Regions from separate parts of the Pan troglodytes genome. Here all the other regions are linked to region 1. A link is a contact called in public Hi-C data. All regions are on one chromosome and are shown on one strand. The core of a region is the stretch at or near the end of the contact, and the rest is flanking DNA. Distances in the headings are between cores, read along the strand shown.

Region 1 (4,656 bases), core at 879-3,378:
ATGTATATATACATGTGTATAAGATAGATACATATGTATATATACCTCTATACACACGTACATATATACATAGAAATCTGTGTGCAATCACTTACAGAGTAGGCAGAATCAGATGTGGATTTTAGGTGGGAGGCAAGAGTTTTCTTTAACAAGTCCTTTGCCTGCCACATTTATGTTATGTTTTATTTATATTTCAGGCAGAGCACTAACAGTGATCAATTTATGTTGAAGGGTCCTGCAAATAACAAAAATAGATAAAACAGGAAAATGAATTTAAATCTCACCCTTTCCAAAACTTTGCTACAACTCATAATAACAAGGGTAATAAATGCTTACGAAGCAGAGGTCAAACGGGAAACATTAGCAAACGAGGAGAGGCGCAGGAGCCCAGGATCATGCCTCGATGCCCACCAAGTTGGGCATTAGGTCACTATCAGAGAGAAATGCAGCCAGCCACTTCAGCTATGGCTTCAGCTGAGGCAAAAGCTGTGCTGCCAAGTTGCTGAACCTGCTCTTTTTCCGTTCCTTTGAGATTCATTAAAGAAAGTTCAGAAACACAACTACATGAGGTGAGGATAAGGGCATATGCAGACCCCCTTCAATAAAACTTACTTTCATCTACTCCCATTCATATCCAATTCCCTCAGCTTGGGTGGACAAACTTTCCAGAGAGGGTGACTGAAAATAAGATACCCCTTCTAGAAGCAACTGGCCAAAGGGGCACCAGAAAACTTTCTATGCTCCAAGTTGAGGTAAGCTACCAAATTGGGCCCCACAGAGGGTGGCCTGACGTCTCAGAAACACAGTTGCACAAAGAGGAACGCGTCAGCCAGAAGGCAGGGAGAGCCAGAGGAACATGGTGTCCAGCGTCTCCTAACCAGGATCTAGCCGAGCAGAGAAAACATTCAGCCTCCTCCCTCCCAATACCCGTGTCTGTCACTTTCTTTCCATTCAAAAAGAAAGTCCTAGTTGAACTAAACAAGCCAGTAACCCATGCCTAAGAATCATATCATCTCAGAGTCTCATCTCCCAATGGGCTTTCTAGTTCTCCACAAATAAAATCGCCTACTCTGCTTCCTCGCGCTAATAATTGGGGGGTGGGGAGCAGGGAAGGGAGAGCGATGTCTGGAGACATATGATCAGAATTCAAGGCAGCTTCTCACAACTCTCTTGTTTATAGAAAATGAATGTCTGCCTGGCTTGCTTTTAGTTCAGAAAAGGGGTCAGTCTTTATCAGCACGGTTCACACAGATCCTGGATTTTTTTTCCCTTATCTTAAATTGACCCGCTTTTAAGATAAAGACATAATAGAGAAAGCATTGACCTTACCTGGTCCCTAATGAGTTGGAAGTCAGAAAACCCGGCTCTCATTTCCTCTTATCTGGATCGCCTGAGAAGAGACTCGCGCTACCTTTTGTGCACTCGCGCCTCGAGATAGCCCCTTACTGACGCCTGGACGCGGTGAGCCCGCTGAAGGCTGTGCGGCCTCTAAAGTCTCAGAATTCCTCCCTGCGGCCTCAAAATTGGAGAGTTGGATGCCAGACCAAGACACTGTCACTAGAGCTCCCTAGCCCTGGCCCAGGAAGATTTAAAATCCCTTAGAAGGCTCCCGAGCAAGTCTTTCCCTATGAAAGGCCAAACTCTAAGCTTCGGGAAGAAGCCTCCTACAAGGACACTGGTCTGGAGCGCCCGGGCCTCCGCGTCTCCAGGAGTGCGCGCCCAGAGCGTTTCTAGCGGAGACTGCCCAGGCCTGGCTCGGATTTCAGTCGCGGGGCCCCAGGCTACTTCCCACCGGGCCAGCAGCAGGGCCGAGCCGCTGCCCTGTTGGCTGAGGCATTGCCTGCCCCCACCCCCCTCCTGGCCTTGAGGACCGCAGTGTGTACCCTTGTTGGTAGCGGCAGCAGCCCGGGATCCCTGTCTCCCCTGCTCAGAGCATCTCTGTCTCGCTCTTCTCCTCGCTTCTGAGCTTGGCCCAGTCCCTGACCCCCTCGCTAGCTGAGAGAGCTGCTTTCCTTCCTCTCCGGCCCACAGCTCCCAGTTCCCAGGCTGGGGCCAGGGTGGGGAGCCGCTTTGGGATGCTAAACATCAAAAAAGCCCAGCCTGGGGTTTCAGGGCCCGAAGCCACTAGAGCGGCTCTCCAAGGCTCTCGAGAAAGTCCTCGTGTTTACATGGCGAAGTGGGGGTGGGGAGAGGAGGAAGGGGGGTGCAGTGTGCAAAATCTCCCCCACTCCTCTCAGCCGTTGGGGCCTAGGGATGGGTAGGGTACTTTGGCGGAGGCAAAGCTTCGCGGTGATCTCGGGGTGAACTGTACTTGCTCCCAAACCTCGGAAGCTTCCAAGCACCTCAGCGCCAGGGGCATCCTCAGAATGCTGATTTCTCCGAGAGGGGAGGCCAGAAATTGGGCACGAGTTGATGCAGGAGATTCCCAGAAAGGAGGACCGTCGGCTTTCCAGAAGCCGACGGTGCTGTAGGGGCGGAGGGTGTCCCCAGGTTGCGGAACCCTCTTGCACTGCTCCCAGCGCGCACCTATTTCCCTAATGAAACGCTTCAGATTGCGTTCTAGGTCTCTTCCCGCAGCTGCGACAATTCCCCTAGCCGGGAGCGGGAGCGGATGGAGCCAGCGCGATTGATGGCGAGAAAGAGGCTGAGGTCCTGTTTGTCTCGGTCCGCAAACCCGATTGAGTTCACCTTTCCCCGGGACAAGTAAACAGACTTCAAACTATGCCGACTGTAGACGGCGAGGAGAAGAATGTATTTGATGGAAACTCTATCCAGTGCAAAGATGATAAGGCCGAGGGTACCACAGCCTACTAAAATTGTGACTCCCAAAGGCTTGCTCCCAGCTAGAATGGGGTGCGGGGCAGCCGCCCGAACCACAGCCGGGCACCGCCAGCCAGGTCCCCGCGCGGGCTTGAGCTAGGCTGGGACAGGTTAAGCGAAGCTCCAGTTCCATGGGATCCGGACCTAGAGCCAAACAGCAGCTGCAGTATCCATGTCCCCTGCCCGGCCGGCCTGAGCTGGGTGCCTTAGCCACCTACACTCCCGGTCCCGGAACCACAGCTGACCATTCCAACGCAAGTGGTCAAATTTACGGTTTTTTGTTTGTTTTCCAAAACGTGAGACCTGTTAAAATCTCCCTTCCCCGCCTTCCAACCAGCACTCTCACTAGACCCAACCATCGTCTTGGGAATCTTCGAGTCCCTCTGGCTGTTGGAAACTGTGCCTCAGCAGTGAGGCCCAGGTTTCTGAGGGAGAAAGCCCGGCCTAGCCCACAGTCTTAAGGCACCACGCCAGAGGAGGCTCCAGGAAGTTAACAAAGAGGACTGCTGGGCCCGGAGCGAGGACTCCGGCCAGTCTGCTTTCCTCACAAGCTCTTGGTGGGGGAGCGGGAGAGAGGGATTGGGAAGAGATGCAGACGAATAACGAAATGAGAGAGGGGAAGAGAGGAAGAAAAAGAAAGTTGAAAACCTGGGCGAGAAGTGAGTACATGCCAAATAAGAATCAATTGCCCATAATCCAATACTTCCAGGCCTAGAGGAAAGGCTGGGAGGGGCGTCTGCCCGCAGCTCGCTCAGCTGCCTTTCGACCGGAGATTTGGCAAGGGTGACCCGGAAGGGGCTACAGCCCATCCAGGGACTACAATTTTTCTGTGTTCAAAACCATTCCTTCTCCCCTCCCTCTCATCCCTAATGGGTCTCCCAACACAAACACTGAGCGCTGAGGAAACCAGGAAATTAGAGGTTGGAAGAAAGGAATCAAAAATGATTTATTTTTTATTTTTATTTTTGCTTGGCGTGGGAGGTAGTGGCTGGGAGGTGAAGAACTGTAAACAGGAAAAAGATTCATTACTACAAAAATTTAGGATCCCAGAGATAAAAACCAGTACAACAAAGAGTGAAATCTCAGCTCCCAAAGTCCTTCCTGGGATGTCCTCAGGCCTGTCACCCAGTGTTACCGCGTTGGAGGCCAAAAGAGCCAAAAGCAGCAGGGGCTGAAGGCGTCTGCTGCTGGTCCCCTAGAGGGGTCCCTGTTTTAGGGCAGAAACAAAACCCCTGAATGACTTCCTTACTTTCGAAAACAGCCTCCCACCGAATTCTGTGAAGGAGCTCAGCCACTGATTAGAAATAAAGGTTTGATGTTCAAATCTACAGAGGTGATCCATTCACTGAAAACCATAACTCACTCAGACTTATTTAAAATGGGTGTCCTCTCTCACTGTTTTAAAACTTTGGCTCAGCTTTGTGAGACCACAGTAGACAGTTCTGAGACTCCTATCAACAGAAGTCTGACTCAGAAAATGAATTCTTTGGTCTCTTTCTCTTCCTCTCTCCCTCTCCCTCTTGGTGGAAGTAGTTTGGTATTTCGGTCCTCCACTGCAGTCTCAGGACTGCTCAAGATTTGTTTCCACACAATTTCTGAGGCAGAACAAAACTCCCTCTTCCTGTGGGGCAAGGACTCTGGGCCTGGCCTCCTTACCTCCTTAACCGGTTCAGAATCCTTTGAGCTCAAACCCAAACAATTTGAATCTCATCAGACCAAAGACAAGATCCTCCCAAGCCCCCGCCCCTCAAAGCCATTTAAAGCCAAATCAAAACAAAACAAAAAGGAGGGTTTTAATCAGAAAAAGAATCTTTTTAATTTGTATAATTTATTAGA
Region 2 (4,656 bases), core at 559-3,058, 190 kb before region 1:
GTATAGGAAGTCCCTTCACTGTGTCATGGTAAAGTAACCAAATATTTACTGTGAACATTTTTGACAGGTGACATAAGTAAATTGTAATCACTTCTTTACTTGTACAGTACTTGAATGTTTAAAATTTTCTAATGAGTTTGAAAAATTCAGTATGCAAAATATTTCAAAAGAAATGTTTAAATCATTGCTCAGTATTTTTTTAAAATATTCCATCTTCTGTTAACAGGTGAGCATAAACTTTTTTCATCTTGACATTATAAAATAAATAAACTTAAGTTCCAACGTCGCCATAAAAAGTTCTCTAACTTTTAAACCATTTAAACGTCTTGGGTCTCAAGAATGGAATGTTAATAACAAAACACCCCAAGTCTTTAAAAAATGTTTTTGGTAAGTACTTGGCAAACAACTGAATTTAAAAGTTATATCTTTAAGCAGACTCCATTAATAACTGCGTCATTACATAAAACCGTTTAACTTACAGTAATGTTCTTTGTAAGACACAACATACTACGATTTTTAAAAATAGTAACTTTTTAAAAGACTGATTCTCCATCTACTCAAGGCTTTAAAAATAATTTTCACAAATCAGACAAATGTTCTATTTTCATAGGAATTTACCATTATCTTTGACACAAATGCCTGCTTTGTCCACTTGCGCTAGTACCAGCCCCAAAACAAACTTTTACGGCTAGAAAATGGTCTATGTAAGATAGAAAATATTTCCTTTTAAAAGGCAGGTAAACAAGCATACTTTTAAATTGTTTCTCATTTAAAACTTGAATTTTACACCATGAAACGAAACAGTGACTTGATCGAAGAAGAAGAAGCCCACTTCAATTTAAAACCAATTTTACTATGACATTTCTGCAAAAGCGATTTATCTGCCAGTTAATCTAGTTAATAGTTAAATAACGACAGTTCTAACGCAAACAGCATCAACGATGGATAACTCATCCAACTTTACGCTAGAAGTATTTTAAATGAATTCCTTTTACTTTTCTCCCCATTTGAAAGGATTATAGATGCGCAAAACAGCCCGAAGGAAAAAAGAAATAAACAAAACCAAGTAACTCATAAGAACAAATTACTCCCTCCCCCACCAAAAAAAGCTAATAAGCGCGCGCTTTTCTATAAATCTCAGGCCTACTGACCAACCAATTCCCATAAAGAGTAAGTTGGAGGAAAAAGGACCCTGAACGCTAAGCGCCTCCTAAACTCGCAGTGAAGCTTTTCCACATTCATTCTCTCCAAGCCTGCCTCTCTCGGAGCCGGGTTTTCACTTAGGCCAACCTCACCCACTCTTGGGGAGGACAGCTGCAAGGTAAACGACTCTGCAACCGGTACCGCCGTCCTCCTCACTCCGACCGAGGAGGCTGGGCCCGGGCTCCTTCCACACCTCGGCTTCGGGACCGCATCCCACACCTCTGCAGGCCTAGCTGCCCCCGGCCTCTGCTAGAGAAAAAGAATGGCGAGGAGGGACCGGATGGTTTCCATATTCCCAGTCCCTCAGGCCACCTCTCACCTGTCCAACCAGGGTGTGTAGGGAGCGAAAGATTTCGTAGAGCACGTCTCGGGAGAGGTTGGGGCTGCATCTTCGCTCCAGGTTCCTGTCACCGCTGCTCGGGCGATTAAGCTCCGTGGCAGCAGCCATGATATCTTCTCAGGCCGCCCCACCACCACCAAGGTTTGCTCACAACCCCGCCCCCTCCCTTCCAGCTTTAGTCGCTTGGCGATGACGTAAGACACGGCGTCTCGTTTAGATCGGGCTTTGAGGCCCCACCCTCTCTATGTGAATGACAAGCACGTTACACCAATCAGTTGCCGCTGTGACATTGCGCCGAGGCTCTGAAGTGGGTAATTGCAGACCAAAGCTAGGCTGGAATACTGTGTTTGGGGTGGTCTTTAGAGTCGTGGTCTCTTTAGCGTTATGAAGCCTACCTTGACTCCTAGATGTTCATTGTGAATCTTGGTAAGAGGAGACATGGTTAAATTTTGTAGTTTGAGTCCGAAAAGTAAAAGTTGACATTTTAACATGGCGGTGTGGAGTGGGTCTGGAGGAAGCTTGCTGGTCAGGGATGGAGTGGTGCCCACACGTGTTTCTAAACATTGGAAAACTCACACGGAATTATCATGATTGGATAGAACATTTTCATCTCTTCAAGTTTGTTGTTGTTGTTGTTGTTGTTTTGGAGACAGAGTCTCACTCTGTCGCCCAGACTGGAGTGCAGTGGCACTACCTCGGCTCACTGCAACCTCCGCCTCCCAGGTTCAAGCGGTTCTCCTGCCTCAGCCTCCTGAGTAACTGGGACTACAGTTGATATTCTCTGTTTTAACTGTAGAGACGCTTAACCCTAAAATTGTTTCAAAGAAATGAAACACTGTCAATATAATTCCAACAGGAATTTAACCTGGATAAATAATATCATGCAACCACAATCTTTGAAATTAGGACATAAAACCGAATTCAAGTTTTACAAAGTATTATTTATCATAATAGCTTTATTATAACGATGTTTGTGGGGTTTTGTAATCTTTTAGTCAGACTCCGATATTTTTAAAAAGTGTTATCCAATTAAAGTATTACAATAATTTTTAGTGTTAAGCTTTATTCAAAAACACTTTAAGAAATCAACATCAGCTTAGAGATAAGGAAGGTGGGATTTAAAACTCGTAATTCTGTTAATAGTCTAATGCATTTACAGTAGAGAAAGCAAAGGTGGAAACTTGCACAATGTGTATTCTTTAGTTTTAGGGTAGACTAAATTAAAGGGAAGGACTAATGCATCAAGGAACTAGGATAAGGACGATGGGGATAAAAACTCCTTTGACCTGTCCCTAGGGAGTCTCTTAATTAGGCTTTCATTTCCAAAGACAAATGGGATCACCAGGCTTCACAGAATCTTGGGAAATCTTTTCTGTTCCCTTGTTGGCAGCAAGATATACAACTGACATTCCAGCCTATTTCTACAGGCAGAAAAATACTTCACAATGTCCAGTCTCAAATTGAGCAACCTTCTTATTCAAGCATTGTAATGGGGTAACTGTAAGTTTTTGTTTTGTACCAAATTAGCAATCAGTTTCAGATCATTTGTTTTCATTGAAGTGTTTCATGTTTTTTCAAATATGGAGAACACTGATATGCAACACATTTGGGAATATGCTTTGTATATTTTAAAAATGTTGTCTTTAACAAGGTGCTGCTATTCCTTTCTTTGCCATCATTGATTTTGAATTTTCAAGTTTTACTTGTTCTTTTGAGCCTCTAATATAGAATTAACTGATGGCCATTTGATCTGTGTATTGCTTCTCCATGTAATTCTGTGATTTGATATCCAGACCTGCACTTGTATCTTAGTATTCTTTACTTAGGTACAGGTTGAGCATTCCTAATCTGAAAATTCAAAATCCAAAATGATCCAAAATTTGAAACTTTTTGAGTGCCAGTACCACAAGTGGAAAATTTCACACCTGATCCGACATAACAGGTCACAGTTAAAATGTAGTCAAAACTTTGTTTCAGCACAGAATTATTTAAAACATTATATAAAATTACCTTCAAGTTATGTGTATAAAGTATACATGAAACATAAATGAATTTTGTGTTTAGATTTGGGTCCCATCCCCAAGATAGCTTATTATATATATGCAAATATTCCAAAATCTAAAAAAAATCCGAAATCTGAGACACTTCTGGTCCCAAGTAGTTCAGATAAGGGATACTCAACCAGTAGTACTTAAAATTTGTTAACTCTTTTGTGCATTCTTTCTTCTTTCTAAGGACCTTTCTTACTCTTCTTGATGCCTATTACCTTCATTTTGGAAATTTTTCTCATTTTCTTGTTCTATAATAGAAAATTCTATTTTAAATAGAAGAGTTTGTAGCCTGAAAAGATTTGGATTCCTTTGGGCTAACTCAAAATAGAAATTTGTAGATATTGTATGTGTGTATGTATGTATAACAAAAGTATAATATGCGCTATGAAATTTAGAAAGGGAATAAAGGGAATAATTTGCTCTTTATGGAAAACTAATTACAGTTTATAAAGTGGGTTGCTGAAAAATCTGCTGTCTGGCAGAAATGATTCAAAGTGTTGGTGTTCGCGTTAGCAACAGAGTTAGAAATACTGTCCTGCAGGCTTATGCCAAGAATCAATTGGGAGGATAGAGACTATAAATGAAATCTAGGCTATTTACCTTATCAACAAAAATGTCTTTTATGGTGAGCTTTAATGGCATAACTCTATTAAATAACCCAGTTCCCAGCAAAATACCTGAGGTATTAGAAGGGCTCAACTGATATTTGTTGCATATATGATAATACAGATTTTATTTCAATGCAGAAAAGGTAAAATAAATGGTATTTGTCGTCCCTGTCTCCCCATCACCTGCTGCATAAGTCCAAGTTCTTTAGAATGACATGAAGGCTCTTATGATGTGGCCTTTGCCTAAATTTCCAGCCTCATTTTCTGCCACAAACCATCTGGTGCTTAGTGCTTCTGAAACTGCTTTTATGTCTTCAACACTTTACTATTTCTTGCCTCCATGCTTTGGTTTTTACCCAGTGCCTGTTGTCTGCTTGAGAAACTCCTTTTCCATTTTCAAACTCCAGTTAGAAAATCTTTGGGGAATCCCCCCTCATAAAGAGCTTATTTTCTC
Region 3 (4,656 bases), core at 1,448-3,947, 150 kb after region 1:
TCTTAAATTTCTCCTTTTAGTCGAAATTCTTCCGATCTCTTTGAGATCTTCTGAGTCCAGAGTGAGCAGTGTAACCAGGCGGCAGACTCCAGCTGACCCTTGTTCTTGTTCTAAGTCCTGCATCCTTACATTCATCGGGACTGACCAGACCTTAGTGTTCTCTCTTTTCCTTCCTTCATCCTCTTTCTCTGCCTCAGATCCGTCGTCTCTCGGTCGGTCTCAGCGGGTCGCTGACTACCTCGCGCTAGCACTCGGTCCGCGCCCCGGGAAGGCTTCAGCATCACCTTCTTCTGCTGGGATCCTGCTGACCCTGTCTGCAGCTTCGGCTTCTCTTGCTCCCAGAGCGGGGTCTTCGGCTTGCCGCGGATACTTAGTGGCCCAAAACACCTAAAATTGACTCTTCCTGCGCTCTTGAGAATGCCAAGAGCACCCAGTACCTGCAACCGCCGGCATGAGTGGGGCCTGCGGGGAGCCGCCAGAGCTGCGGACAGGCCCCCTGTCCACTGAGTTGCTACCCCTGGCACGCCCAGGGGATCCGCAGCAGCTGAGGCCACATGGTCACAGCCAAGTTCAGCAGGTGGAAAGGGAGAGATGGCATTGAACCTATGTGAGAACTGGGGAGATGTGTGGTAGCTGAAGGAGTTGGTAGGAACAAGAGGGAGTTGTATGTTACCTCCATATAACCAGAGCTCTAAACCATATCAGTTTCTGAACCAGTCTAGGCTGGTGCTGCAGAACTGCTAAAGCTCTCGCAGAGTCCCCAGACCCCCCGCGGGACATGAGGTCTTGCCTGTTCGTATGCGAACATCCTTGTACCCGCCTAGCAGCCCTGCAGACTGCAGATTTTCCCTGGGTGCACGGAAGTAGAGCAGATTTGGCGCAGAGGTCGATAGTCACTGTCTGTCTGTGAGGGGGGAGGAGGATTCCTTCTTGATCAAGTTGCCGGGCATGTTCATTCCCTCCCGCAAGCCTAAGGCAGAGTCATAAGCTCCCCTCCGATGCGGCAAAGTCTCAACTAATTTATCTACCAGCCTTAAGAAGGAGCTGCTGCTTCTAAAATCTTTAGATTTCCGAAGGCTCTCCTTGTGTAAAAATGCCAGGCGGTGCCACACGATGTCACCCAACAGGTATTGGAGGTCAGACCAGGGTGAAATTGCTATCAAGTCAAACTTCAAGAAGATTTTAAACATTTGAAACCAACCAACAAAAAGGGACAAGTTCAAGTATGTCTAGTTGTGGGATTTCCCCCAAGATTCCGATTCTAAAGAGTGGTGTTTTAGTTCATCTTTACCTTTCACATCCTCCATTCTGTTAGGTAATTTTGAATTTAGAGTGCATCCTAACCATAGAAGTGGGAATCTGGAGATCTGTTCCTTTGCAGAAGCATGGCTGATCATAGTTTTTTCCTGGGTTCTTGCAACTTACTGACCTGAGATCTGGGACCAGTCAGCTTCTCTGGGTGTAGACCGCAGCCACACACATCCCTGGGGACTGTTGGGGAAGCAGCCTGAATCCTGTGTGCACAAGGAGCCTTCTGGATTGTCAAGTAGCAGTAACAGAGTTCACGACCCCAAGCAGTACAAACTCCCAAATTCACGAAAATATTTCTCTTGTCTATTATTTTGATTCACATTCTCCACAACCCTAACTGCAAATATTAATAACTTTGGCTGCAAAAAAGCATACGGTACACTTTAGATTAGACTTACAGTGAATAAAAGTGAAAATTCAGAAGTAGGCAGAACCACAGGGCCTCTGGCAGCTTAACGGAAGACGAGGGAATTACATCCATGTGCAGCGTCGGTGTCCACTGTCTTGGGACTAAGTCTCTTTCATATTTAAACAAAACTCTTTCGAGAGGGCTCGCTGGTTTGGAGAACCCTCACAAACGCTGCCACCGAGGGCCAGGGGCCCAGGACAGTGGCTGAATGTGGCAGAGCCTTGGGCTCCGTAGTGAGTGCCCCACGCACTGGCAATTGGTCGACTTGGGGCTGTGCGCTAGCGTTAGCCGCCTGTGGTTCAGTTCCCCGCACACGGCGTGGCCCGTGCCTCGAGCCTGTGTGGCTAGTGGTTGGCCGGTCCACCTGGACTGGGGGGTCGCCGCAGGAAGCTGGCGGTAGGAGGAACCTCCCTGGCCTTAACAGTGGCCCCCACCTGTGGCTCGGGCTCCCCGCAACCTCCTGGTTTCTTTGGCCGGCCTATCTTCTCACACCTGCGCTCTCGCCACCTGGCATGGACTGAAGTGAGGTAGAATCGGCAGGTGACACAGATCCTCTCCTGACAGTCCCCAGAGGCCCGCATGACAGATTTTGCTAAGACAACTCCCTCACCCCTGTGCACGGTGGCGCCCGCCTCCCACCTATAGCCTTAACTTCAATTCTGAGATGTCCATCGTTCCCCGGAGGAGGTCTCCTCGGGCCCCTTCCCCCTTCGAGTCATTCATATGCAGACCAAACGCTTTCATTTGTTTATTCAGCATTTTACCAGCCTGATTTTGCTGTCTTTTTGTGCCGCTTCTGGGAAGATGTCAAACACCCATTTTCATTGTATTTAGTCACCCAGGTGGGGAGCTAGCCTGAAAGAGACAGCGGAAGGAGTTTCCTGGACTGCGCTGTCGCTCACCGACCCGCACCAATCACCATGCAGCTTGCCCTCGGACCCGCCCCTTTTAGGGCGTGTCCCCAGTGAGTGATAGACGGAGCCGCCCTGCCCTGCTCAGCCCAGCCCACGTTGCTGCTTAGATTGAAATGCAGAACTCAAGCCTCTTTCATCGGGGCACAGACTTCCTTTTACTTCTTCCTTTTGCCCTCTCGCCTCCTCCTCCTGGGAAGAAGCGGAGGGGCCGGCGGTCGGCCGGGATAGCAACAGGCCGGGCCACTGAGGCGGTGCGGAAAGTTTCTGTCTTGGAGTGCGGAACTGGGGCCGGGTTGGTGTACTGCTCGGAGCAATGGGTGAGTGGCGGCGGGAGACTCTGTCAGAGCCGGGAAGGGAGGGAGGGAGCGAGCGGGCAAGGGAGGGAGGGAGGGAGCGCGAGGGCGCGCGCCACTAGGCGCTCACATTCTCTATTGACTTTGCTCGTGTTCCTACAAGTTGTAGAAACACGCTAAGGGTCAGCGGCGCACAGCAGTTCAATGTGAACGCTGGCTACTGGGTGGCTGTTGATGCCATTTTCTGATTTTAAGAGAAGGGAGCTGTGGCATCAGCGAGCCCCTCAGCCCGAGTAGCAAACCAAGTTTTGTTTCACACGCGCGCACACATGCAAACAAAACAGGAAAAGAAAAGAAAACAAACAACAACAAATAAAACACCCTCTAGCTTCCCCTAGACTTTGTTTAACTGGCCGGGTCTCCAGAAGGAACGCTGGGGATGGGATGGGTGGAGAGAGGGAGCGGCTCAAGGACTTTAGTGAGGAGCAGGCGAGAAGGAGCGCGTTCAGGCGTCAAGACCGATTTCTCCCCCTGCTTCGGGAGACTTTTGAACGCTGGGAGAGGCCCGGCATCTCACCACTTTACTTGGCCGTAGGGGCCTCCGGCACGGCAGGAATGAGGGAGGGGGTCCGATTGGACCGTGACGGTTTGGGGCCGTTCGGCTATGTTCAGGGACCATATGGTTTGGGAACAGCCCCAGTCGTTAGTACGGGACGGGTGCGTTCGCCCAGTCCCCGGATGCGTAGGGAGGCCCAGTGGCAGGCGGCTGTCCCAAGCAGCGGGTGCGCGTCCCTGCGCGCTGTGTGTTCATTTTGCAGAGCCAGCCTTCGGGGAGGTGAACCAGCTGGGAGGAGTGTTCGTGAACGGGAGGCCGCTGCCCAACGCCATCCGGCTTCGCATCGTGGAACTGGCCCAACTGGGCATCCGACCGTGTGACATCAGCCGCCAGCTACGGGTCTCGCACGGCTGCGTCAGCAAGATCCTGGCGCGATACAACGAGACGGGCTCGATCTTGCCAGGAGCCATCGGGGGCAGCAAGCCCCGGGTCACTACCCCCACCGTGGTGAAACACATCCGGACCTACAAGCAGAGAGACCCCGGCATCTTCGCCTGGGAGATCCGGGACCGCCTGCTGGCGGACGGCGTGTGCGACAAGTACAATGTGCCCTCCGTGAGCTCCATCAGCCGCATTCTGCGCAACAAGATCGGCAACTTGGCCCAGCAGGGTCATTACGACTCATACAAGCAGCACCAGCCGACGCCGCAGCCGGCGCTCCCCTACAACCACATCTACTCGTACCCCAGCCCTATCACGGCGGCGGCCGCCAAGGTGCCCACGCCACCCGGGGTGCCTGCCATCCCCGGTTCGGTGGCCATGCCGCGCACCTGGCCCTCCTCGCACTCCGTCACCGACATCCTGGGCATCCGCTCCATCACCGACCAAGGTAGGGGCTCAGAGGCTGGGCGTGTGGATGTGCAGCGTCTGCCCCCGCACTCTCGCGGAGGTCCCAGTATCTGCAGCCTCAGGGACACTGTCTTTCCCACCACCTGAGGCTTTTTCCTTTGGAAACGTAAAGAGTCTTCCTAGGGGGTGTTCTGATCTCATTAACTTGAAACTCATGCCCCTGGTTTCCTTGCCACACACAGTCTTCTGCCTCATCTCAGACTACCAGACCCATAACATCCCCCCATCCCCAACACATGGTTCGCATTTTCCACCCTCCCCCGC

The links. Hi-C and Micro-C count contacts between places; a contact is called where the count stands out from the background.
Region 2: a contact with region 1 is called in a Hi-C map of stem cell-derived neural progenitor cells, with 4 times the contacts expected there. The contact joins the promoter of MBIP here to the promoter of SFTA3 in region 1. A contact is called at or near these places in 1 of 7 Hi-C or Micro-C datasets (stem cell-derived neural progenitor cells) and 1 of 1 datasets of contacts at active chromatin or transcription factors (stem cell-derived excitatory neurons).
Region 3: a Hi-C map of induced pluripotent stem cells shows a contact between it and region 1, with 4 times the contacts expected there. The contact joins the promoter of PAX9 here to the promoter of SFTA3 in region 1. A contact is called at or near these places in 3 of 7 Hi-C or Micro-C datasets (induced pluripotent stem cells and stem cell-derived neural progenitor cells) and 1 of 1 other capture datasets (stem cell-derived neural stem cells).

The regions. Positions count from the first base shown.
Region 1 is chr15:34,742,034-34,746,689 of NHGRI_mPanTro3-v2.0_pri, forward strand. SFTA3 (surfactant associated 3) reads right to left here and starts at 2,129. Exons shown (of 4, transcript XM_003952476.6): 1 at 1,330-2,129. The coding sequence starts at 1,371. NKX2-1 (NK2 homeobox 1) reads right to left here. Exons shown (of 3, transcript XM_009427706.5): 3 at 4,612-4,656.
Region 2 is chr15:34,551,466-34,556,121 of NHGRI_mPanTro3-v2.0_pri, forward strand. It overlaps MBIP (MAP3K12 binding inhibitory protein 1), which reads right to left and starts at 1,809. Exons shown (of 9, transcript XM_009427698.3): 1 at 1,523-1,809. The coding sequence starts at 1,651. LOC129137059 (a long non-coding RNA gene) reads left to right here and starts at 1,814. Exons shown (of 6, transcript XR_008539213.1): 1 at 1,814-1,969.
Region 3 is chr15:34,889,690-34,894,345 of NHGRI_mPanTro3-v2.0_pri, forward strand. PAX9 (paired box 9) reads left to right here and starts at 2,698. Exons shown (of 5, transcript XM_063792837.1): 1 at 2,698-2,951; 2 at 3,746-4,372. The coding sequence starts at 2,948.